2 separate regions of the Sus scrofa genome follow, and region 2 is linked to region 1. Evidence: chromatin contacts called from public HiChIP or PLAC-seq data. All regions are on one chromosome and are shown on one strand. Each heading gives the region's core, a stretch centred on a gene start, on an enhancer-like site or on the middle of the called end of the contact. The rest is flanking DNA. Distances are from core to core; before and after follow the strand shown. Region 1 holds the start of SCAMP1 (secretory carrier membrane protein 1). Region 2 holds the start of ARSB (arylsulfatase B).

Region 1 (4,289 bases), core at 1,259-3,758:
AAGAAAAGAGGAAGGAGGAGTTTCCGCTGTGGCACAGCAGTTTAAGGATCCGGTCTTATCTCTGTGGTAGCTCAGGTAACTGCTGTGGTTCAAATACAATCCCTGGCCTGGGAACTTCCATATGCCACCGGCAAGGCCAAAAAAAAGAGAGAAGAGGAAGGGCAGTTGAACTTACATGGAAAGTTAAAAGGTCAGATACACAGTGTGGTGACAATCACCAAAAATAGGGAAAGATTATAAACAGGAGCATGTGTACAACCAAATCTTCTTCAGGCCTTATCATTCTTTGAAGCATTTTATGAACCTGAATAATCATTGTCCACTAAGTGTATCCAATTATAAAAAACAAAAAGATTTATAAGTTTACGCCACAATAAATAAATATTTAAAGTTACTTTGGGGAGTTCCCATGTGGCTCAGTGAGTTGAGGACCTGATATTGCTCTCTGTGAGGATGCAGGTTCAATCCCTGGCCTTCTACAGCAGGTTAAGTATCCAGCATTGCGGCAAACTGCAGGTCAGAGATGAAGCTTCAATTGGCCCGGGAACATGTATATGCTGCAGGTGAGGCCATAAAAAATAATTAAATAAAGCTACTTTGGAGGTTAGAATTACTAAAGCAATCCTACCTATGGCAGAAGAGGAAAGTGCCATGGCAACATCAGATGTCACAGAAGAGCAATCTGGGCTAAGAAGACAACAATGTATTGCCCTAACAAGAAAACTAGCTACATAAAAATGAGCCAGGAAATGGAATGACTAAATAGAAAACAGCCAAACTGTCAGATGCTGAATAGATAGCATCAATGAATTATCCGAATTAGGAAAAGCTAACAGGTTCTTAATGGTATACCTTCAAAACATTCGAAAATAACACCATCTGGCAAGTTACGTCTCTTTTAAAACGCCTATGATTTAAGAATAATCCGATTTTCCACGCGGGATGACGAAATACTAAATACTAAACTTCTGGGTGGGGTGGGGATTCTGCTCCAAGTACAACCATATCATCTTTAAAACCTCAAAGTTTCAGGCCAGTTGTATGGTATTTTCTCAAGTGATATTAGAGGCAAAGGAAGAGGTGACAGAGTCGATTCTGCTTTTCTTCGGAGTGAATCAAGTCACCAGTAATAACCAGAATCATTTAATTAAGATAATCCTCTATGAAATTATCAAGCTAACAATCAGAAAAAGGGATGTTTTCCTCTTCCAAGATTCTTAAGAGATCAAACCAGGAGTAAAAAGACGTAAAATCAAGCTGGAAGGGACCACAAATTAAAGTTACTATTGTACACATCCAGAGGAAGTGAACCAAACTCAACCAGTAGTTGGAAACACATTACACGTGCTATGCAACTGCACTCATTAAGAAACCTGGAGCGGTACTTTAAAAAGATAGTTATTTAGATGTTGCATTAATTTAAACACAGATAATGAACATCTTAACCACTTTCCTCTGCCTCTTTCTATACCAAGCTCTTCTATAGCTGGGGTTGATAAAGGTAGACTCAGAAAGAAAGCAGCTCACGTGGAAATGGTATCCTCCACACAGTGCAGCAAACAGCTGACGCACCAGGAGCTTGGAAAATATCCCGTCGTTTACCTCACTAAGAACAGTTAGGTAGGAAGACGATTGTCCACGTGCACTATTGTTTCCAGGTGCTTTTATTTATATTTAACTTATGCTTTGATATCAGGACCTTCAACCTCAGGCAAATGGTGGGGAGGAGGGATGGCAGCGCCGCTGGTGGTATCTGGGCGCAACACAAGTTTAAAAAATAAAAACAAAACCCCCTTTTTTTTTTCTTTTCTTTTTTTTTTTAAACTGCAATGTACTCGATGCCCTCACCTCTCCTCCACGCCGCCCTTCGCCGCCGCCGCCTGGGATCCCCATGACAACCCCTCCCGAGAGTGAGCCCCCCTCCGACACGTCCTGGCCCCCGCCCCGGTCCGGCCAGTCACACTTGCCTGACAGATGACAACTCCACCTGTTCTGGGTTCTCACCCTCCTTGCTCCCGAAAGGCAAACCAGGAAGCCTAAGCCACGGGAATCCCGACTCCCGGGCCAGGGCACGACCCTCTCCAGTCGGGGACGTGGGGAGGGCCGGCCGGATAGGGAGCTTAGCAGGTTCCACTCCGACCCCAAACGAGTGACGCGGGGGCCAAAGCACGACCCCCCAAAGGGGTGCGATGGCCCGGAACCCCTGTCCAAGCGGCTGAGGGGGGCCGAGTGGCAGGCGCAGTGGGCACCAAAGAACTTGTCGGTTTAAACAAACAACCACGCATCGCGGCGGCGGGAGATGCTGGGGACGACGCTCACCTTGAAGGGGTTGTTGAGATCCGGGTCGGCAAACGGGTTACTGTCAAAATCCGACATCTCGCGCTCGGCGTCACCCACCCGACCCAGGCGCAAAGAAGAGAGACGAGGCGAGGCCGCCGCCCCCCTGCGCGCTCACGTCGCCGCCGCCGTCGCCGAGCAGATCCGGGTGCAGCTCGCGAGGCCACCCAGCCGGCCGTGCCACTGAGCATGCCCGGTGCGGCGGGCTCCCGGCCGCCGGCGCAGCTCCTGGTTCGCCGTCCCGTTCTTCCCGGCTGGAATCCAGCGTTCCGGGCTTTAGCTACGACCGGATAGGAACTAGGGGCGGAGGGACCCGAGAGCAGAGGCGGTTTGTGCTCAGCGCCCAACATTGATTCCGCCTCTGGAGGAGCCGAGCGTCTGGCTGGACTCGGTTGTATTATGAATTAAAAATCGGCCCCTGTGCCGAGCGCGACTTAGGAAAAAGGTGGTACTTTTGAGCAAGAAAGACGTACGCTGACCTTACTTCCCAAGGTTGGGAAGGTAGCCCGGGACGTAGACGCCACACCTGGGGAAGGTGTGGCTTTTTAACCGGGGCAGAGAGGCGCAAGGAACTGGAAAATCTCCGCCTCAGTCTCCAAAGATAACGCCCCTTGGGGTCCGGTCTTGGCACACCCCTGACCCCCACCTGGGAATCCCAGCCTCCCGTCTTCCGGTTTTTCCATACTCTAGGTTGTTGCTAAATCACGGAAACCTGTCTTGGCGCTATCGATCCAGACTAGCTCCGCGGAGGTTTGGGAAAGAGAAATTAGGTACCAGGGTCCAGTTCTTGCTACCGTGCTCCGGAGTCTGCAAAATGGCACCTTCGCCGGAAATGACTGTGGGGTAGCACAGGTCCAGAAATCAAGGCCCTCAAGTTAATGTTAATGAATGACAAAAGGATGCCCTTTGTGTTTTCTTTGAAGCCCTCGGGCTCAAAATAATATGCCTCTGATTTTTTCCTGTTCGCTACCCAACACCAGAAAACACCGAAAAATGTATATGTGTAAGGAATTTATTTGTATCATTCATTTGGCCCACCCCTGAACTTGAGAAGACATCGCTTTTGCATCCTCTCATCTTTTTGCACTAACAGCAAAACAGCAGATAAAGCTACAAAAAGCCAGAATTATTTTCACTTGGTAGGGGCCTAAGACTTGGAAGGAACTAGAGTTAGTCTTCTTGGCTTTCCTGCACTTTGCGAAGTCACCTGGGAAATAGTCTCTCCCCACTGTGAAAACACTAGTTGGAGGTGATAGGCAAAAACCACATTTGCTATCAACTCTCTTTGGCGGGATTCGGGTTGGGATATATGACAAGCTGGTCCTAGGCAGCCTACTAGGAGGAGTGTCAGCTAATGAGTAACAGCAGACCAGACTGATGATGGCAGGGCTGCAAGATTGTGGATATGAAAAAAGAGCAAACAATCTATTGTCGTTGCTGTCCTATCCTCAGCAGCTGCCGGGAGTATAGTTTATAGCAGAGTGCTCAAAACATGTGTTTGGTGCAAATCCCAATTCTGATACTACATGTGCTACCCACTTCCTGAGCTTGACCTTGCCCAGCTGATTGGTTTCTCGCCCCACTTCAGCCCTCATGCCCTCCACTTGTCCTCCAAGTGACTCAAATAATCTGCAGCTATTTATTATGCATCTACTAGGTTCCAAGACAATGACGACCAGCTGAGCTTACATTGCCGCCTGGGTATCTCCATCTATGGTTCATTTACAGCTAATGATATTAGCATGTAACCCAAAGATTTACAGACGGTATTGTTAGAGTCACTTAGCATATTTGTTAATGATGCAGACACCCACTTCTCCATATCTCCTATCCCTGAGATTTGGCTTTACAGGATCTAAGGTAGGAGCCCTGGATCTGCATTTTTAATTTTATTTTAGAATGCCTTTATATATAAATATATTCCTTTACCAAAAATGCATAAATGGATTCAT
Region 2 (4,289 bases), core at 991-3,490, 570 kb before region 1:
GTGGGTTAAGAACACAACATAGTCTCTGTGAGAATGCAGATTCGATCCCTGGTGTTGCTCAGGGGGTTAAGGATCCGGTGTTGCTGCAAGCTGCTGGCATAGGCCAAAGATATGACTTGGGTTCGGTATTGCCGTGGCTGTGGTATAGGCCTCAGCTACAGCTCCGATTCAACTCCTAGCCTGGGAACTTTCATATTCTGCAGGTGTACCCGTAACTATTAAAATAAAATTATATATATATATATATATATATATATATATATATCTTAAATTCAGGGGCAAAGACCAAAAACCCAATTGGAAATGACACAGACAGTTCACAAAAATGTTGTAAAAATGTCTCTTCAACATATGAAAAGATGTTTAACCTTACAAGAGAAATACAAAAACAATTAAAAACTGTACGGAGATTCCATTTCTCTCATCGGATTGGCAAAAATTAAAAAGTATAGTACTTTTCAATGGCTAATGCTAATGAAAATTGGTACAACCCATGTGCATATGGAAAGGGGGAAAGCAGAATTGGAGGTATTCACTAGGAACTCATGGTTTTATATCTATAATTATGTACCTATAAAATATGGGTGTGTATATGTAAATACCTAATGTATGCGTATATGTGTATACATACATCTAGTTTCTATCTTTGGTGAGAGATCCTACCAGCAATGACAGCCCAGTAGCAAGAGTAGCCTGTAGCACAGATCTTGGTTTCTAGAGGCCACCCTCCTCTAAGAGGTGTCAGGGGTTCCTTGGAGAAGTGGCTGATTCCAGGGTTGGGGAAGAAAAAATCCAAGATGAATCTAGAATATCTTGTTGTACCATAAAGTAAGGGAGTGCTCAAATATTAAAGAGAACATGCCACAAGGACACAAGAGTTAGACTGAAGGGGCTCCCACTGGCCAAATCAGAGGAAATTTGAGCACTGATATGATTAATATGTATTATTATACTGATTAAATTAAGAATCTTTGAGTTCATAGTGATATAAACAAACACATGAGGAAGAAGGCAAAGTTCTTCCTTACAGTAGTAGAAAGACAACTAATAAATCTATTTAAAGAATGATAGAAAATCACTATAATCACCATTTGGGAACCATCCTAATAATGACTGAAGCAATAAGCCTCAGGGAAGGTTAAAACTAATAAGCGAAAGTTTTAGGAATAACAGAATATATGCATACTCTCAAAGTACCTCCCCATAAAATAATTATTAATTACAGGGGGGAAATAATAACTTTACAGTGGGGAAACGGCCACCTTAAGTTATCAAATAATAAAGTAAATCAACAACACCTGACTCTTAATATGAAGCATCAAGAATACGTTATATTTGCAGTATTTCTGTATAAACCCATAACCTGCGCCTAATCATTAGGAAACAACAACTCTAATGGAGAGATTTTACAATAACTAGACTATACTGCACGTCAAAGATGTTCAATGCATAAATGAAAAATAGAATTAACTCTTTTTAATTAACTCATTTGCACATTTCCAGAGCATTTTTAGCATAAGCTTTTATTTGAAAATTCAGGACATCGGAAGGTGCAGTGCAAGTTCAGTAGTTTCTGGAGCAGTTGGTCAAAGGAGGAATTGTTCCTGCAGATTACCAGCCATGGTTTGGGCAATCTGATTTCTATCCTGAAGGGTAGGGAGGAACAGTTATGGAAAGAGGGACAGGCAAGGGCCACCATGGAAAATTTTGTCCTTAAAGATCTTTTACATGGTTTTTAAAGGAAATTTTCAAGCCTTAACCTAATGAGAGTCAAATAGCTCTTCAACATTCTCTTTTTGGAATTCCCATTGTGGCTCAGCGGTTAACCTGACTAGTATTCCTGAAGACGCAGGTTCGATCCCTGGCCTCGTTCAGTGGGTAAGGATCTGGTATTGCCGTGAGCTGTGGTGTAGGTCACAGATAAGGCATGGATCCCGCCTTGCTATAGCTGTGGAGTAGGCCAGCAGCTACAGCTCCAATTCAATCCCTGCCGTGGGAACCTTCATGTCACCAGTATGGCCCTAAAAAGACACACACACAAATTTCTTTTTACTTAATGCCAATTTTTCTCCTGCTAAATTTCATCGATTCCACCACAGATGACAAGTGGCTGTAACATAAATTAATTTACTTCATGCAGAGAAAAAAAATTCTATGTATGTAAAGAAGGAAACATTCCATATGTTAGAGAATAATTTTCAAAAAATGAGAAAATCATGATCCTTATACACATATAAAATGAATATACATCAAAGATTTTATTTAATTCATTAACGAAGAAACAGAGTGTTAACACCAGTTCCAAGAACAATCCAAGGAACAGATCAGGAATATGAAATAAATGTGTAAGTGGAGGCAAAACTTTTTTCCAAGGTAGTGGCGAGGGTGTCATTCCAATGGATAGAATTAATTTGCATGTGTATAAACAAGAATTAGTTTCCATTGCTCTCAGTTATCTACAACCTATAAATGTGTACAATGAGTCCCATGGAATCAGAAGCAGATAACCTGAAAGGAGCGCAAAATTTCTTCCCCTACAACCAGTAACAGTTATTGTCTGTCTCCAGATAGAGGGAGGAGGCAGAGTCTTGGCTGGCAATGGGAATACACTGGTCATGAGGCTAACTTCCCATGCTTCAATGAGCATGTGGCTAAAGGAATGTTTCTTTCCATCCAGGGACTGTTTCAGGCAAATGAGTCTACTTTGGTTCACCACTTCATTGTGGGGGAGCCAACTCTGAAAGGGCTCGTATCTGGACAAGCTAATGAGCTACTCCCTGGCCACACAGCACTCCAAGGGCAGCCTAACTATAAAGCTGCACCTTCAAAACGGCACCGTGCAGTCCGAGTGTGTACTTGGCCCCTTTTGGCTAAGTGGGGAGGAAGTGGCTTCGCAGGCCTATGCTATTCTTAAAGGAATCTGAAACGCCATTCAGATCTCTGCCTCTTCATTGTTCTACATGCACGAGGCTGGGTTCTTTTGCTAGAAACAATTCTGCTAGAAACGATGCTTTCACGACTCTTAAAACATTATAGCTCAAGATATGGAGTCAGAACTGGGTCTGGGTTACGCCCAAGCAACTCCAAGCTTGTTTACTCCGGAAAAAAGGGGGGGGGAGGGGCAAAATTATGATTCCGAGCCGTCAGAGTTGTGAGATTTAAAGAGATAAGGGCTGTCAAAAATGCTGTGTAAATTGTGAAGAGTTACTAAAAAGAGCAAATTCGCTCCTCTTTTAGGATGCCAAGAGGCAACGAGCATCGCTGGAAAGATGAGACCTTGGCCCTTATCAAGCATCAACGGAGTTACCCTGGAGCACAGCTGCGAGGCTGCCCGAGTTCTACTCGCTGGCTCCTCCCCCGCCACACGGGCCCGGGCCGGGGTTAGAGGCGGCGGGTCTCCGGCGCTGGGCCTCTACTGCCCACGGCCCGCAGGGGGTGAGGTTCAGTGCCGGGGCGGGGCAGCCCCGGCTGCTCAGTTCCTGATTCTATAAGTGGTGCCCGAGGCTGGCGGCGCCACAGGCGCGGGCAACGCGGGCGACGCAAGATGGGCCGGCGAGGCGCTGAGAGTTGGCCCCGAGGCCCCGGGCAGCGGCGGCCGCTCCTCCCCACCGTCCTCCCGCTGGGGCTGCTGCTGTTGCTGCTGCCTCCTCTCGGTTCCAGCATTGGGGCCGGCCGGCCGCCTCACCTCGTCTTCGTGCTGGCGGACGACCTGGGCTGGAACGACGTGGGCTTCCACGGCTCGGAAATCCGCACGCCGCACCTGGACGCGCTGGCGGCCGGCGGAGTGCTGCTGGACAACTACTACACGCAGCCGCTGTGCACGCCATCGCGGAGCCAGCTGCTCACCGGCCGCTACCAGGTACGCAGCGCCCCCGGCGGCCCGCCGGCCCCGCGCCCGGCTCCGCCCCCGCCTCCGGCCGCGGCCCTCCTCCTTCGGCCGCCCCGCTCCGCTCCGATCCGGGCCTGCCCGGCCCGCGAGCTTCCTAGAAGTGGGGCCCGAGACCCAGGCGGCGACAGGCCAGTCGGGGTCGGTCCCCCGATATCAGTCCCAAAGAGGCGGCTTCTCGCCCACGCAGCGATGTCGCAGCTCCTCCCAGGCTCGCGGCGGCCTCTGCGCATGCCCGGTGTCCGGGCGCCCCCTCATCTCCAGGCGCCCCACCTCTCTGGGTGGTTTTTCTGTCTTCCGTTTTCTAAAGGTCGGGGTGAAGGGGATTTTGGCCGATGCTCGTTGCGGGGCCGGTAGCCGGTAGGCAGAAAGGTCAGAATGGACTCTGTGGAGTGGTCCTGAA

Evidence for each region. HiChIP or PLAC-seq counts read pairs in DNA pulled down with a chosen protein or histone mark.
Region 2: a contact with region 1 is called in an H3K27ac HiChIP or PLAC-seq map of alveolar macrophages. The contact joins the promoter of ARSB here to the promoter of SCAMP1 in region 1. A contact is called at or near these places in 1 of 5 promoter capture datasets (fetal liver), 2 of 47 Hi-C or Micro-C datasets (fetal skeletal muscle and skeletal muscle) and 2 of 2 datasets of contacts at active chromatin or transcription factors (alveolar macrophages and skeletal muscle).

Annotation. Positions count from the first base shown.
Region 1 is chr2:87,209,058-87,213,346 of Sscrofa11.1, reverse strand. It overlaps SCAMP1 (secretory carrier membrane protein 1), which reads right to left and starts at 2,508. Exons shown (of 9, transcript NM_214245.1): 1 at 2,320-2,508. The coding sequence starts at 2,376.
Region 2 is chr2:87,777,504-87,781,792 of Sscrofa11.1, reverse strand. ARSB (arylsulfatase B) reads left to right here and starts at 2,240. Exons shown (of 8, transcript XM_021084478.1): 1 at 2,240-3,859. The coding sequence starts at 3,545. It overlaps LOC110259405 (a long non-coding RNA gene), which reads right to left. Exons shown (of 2, transcript XR_002341753.1): 1 at 3,686-4,289; 2 at 1,445-2,021.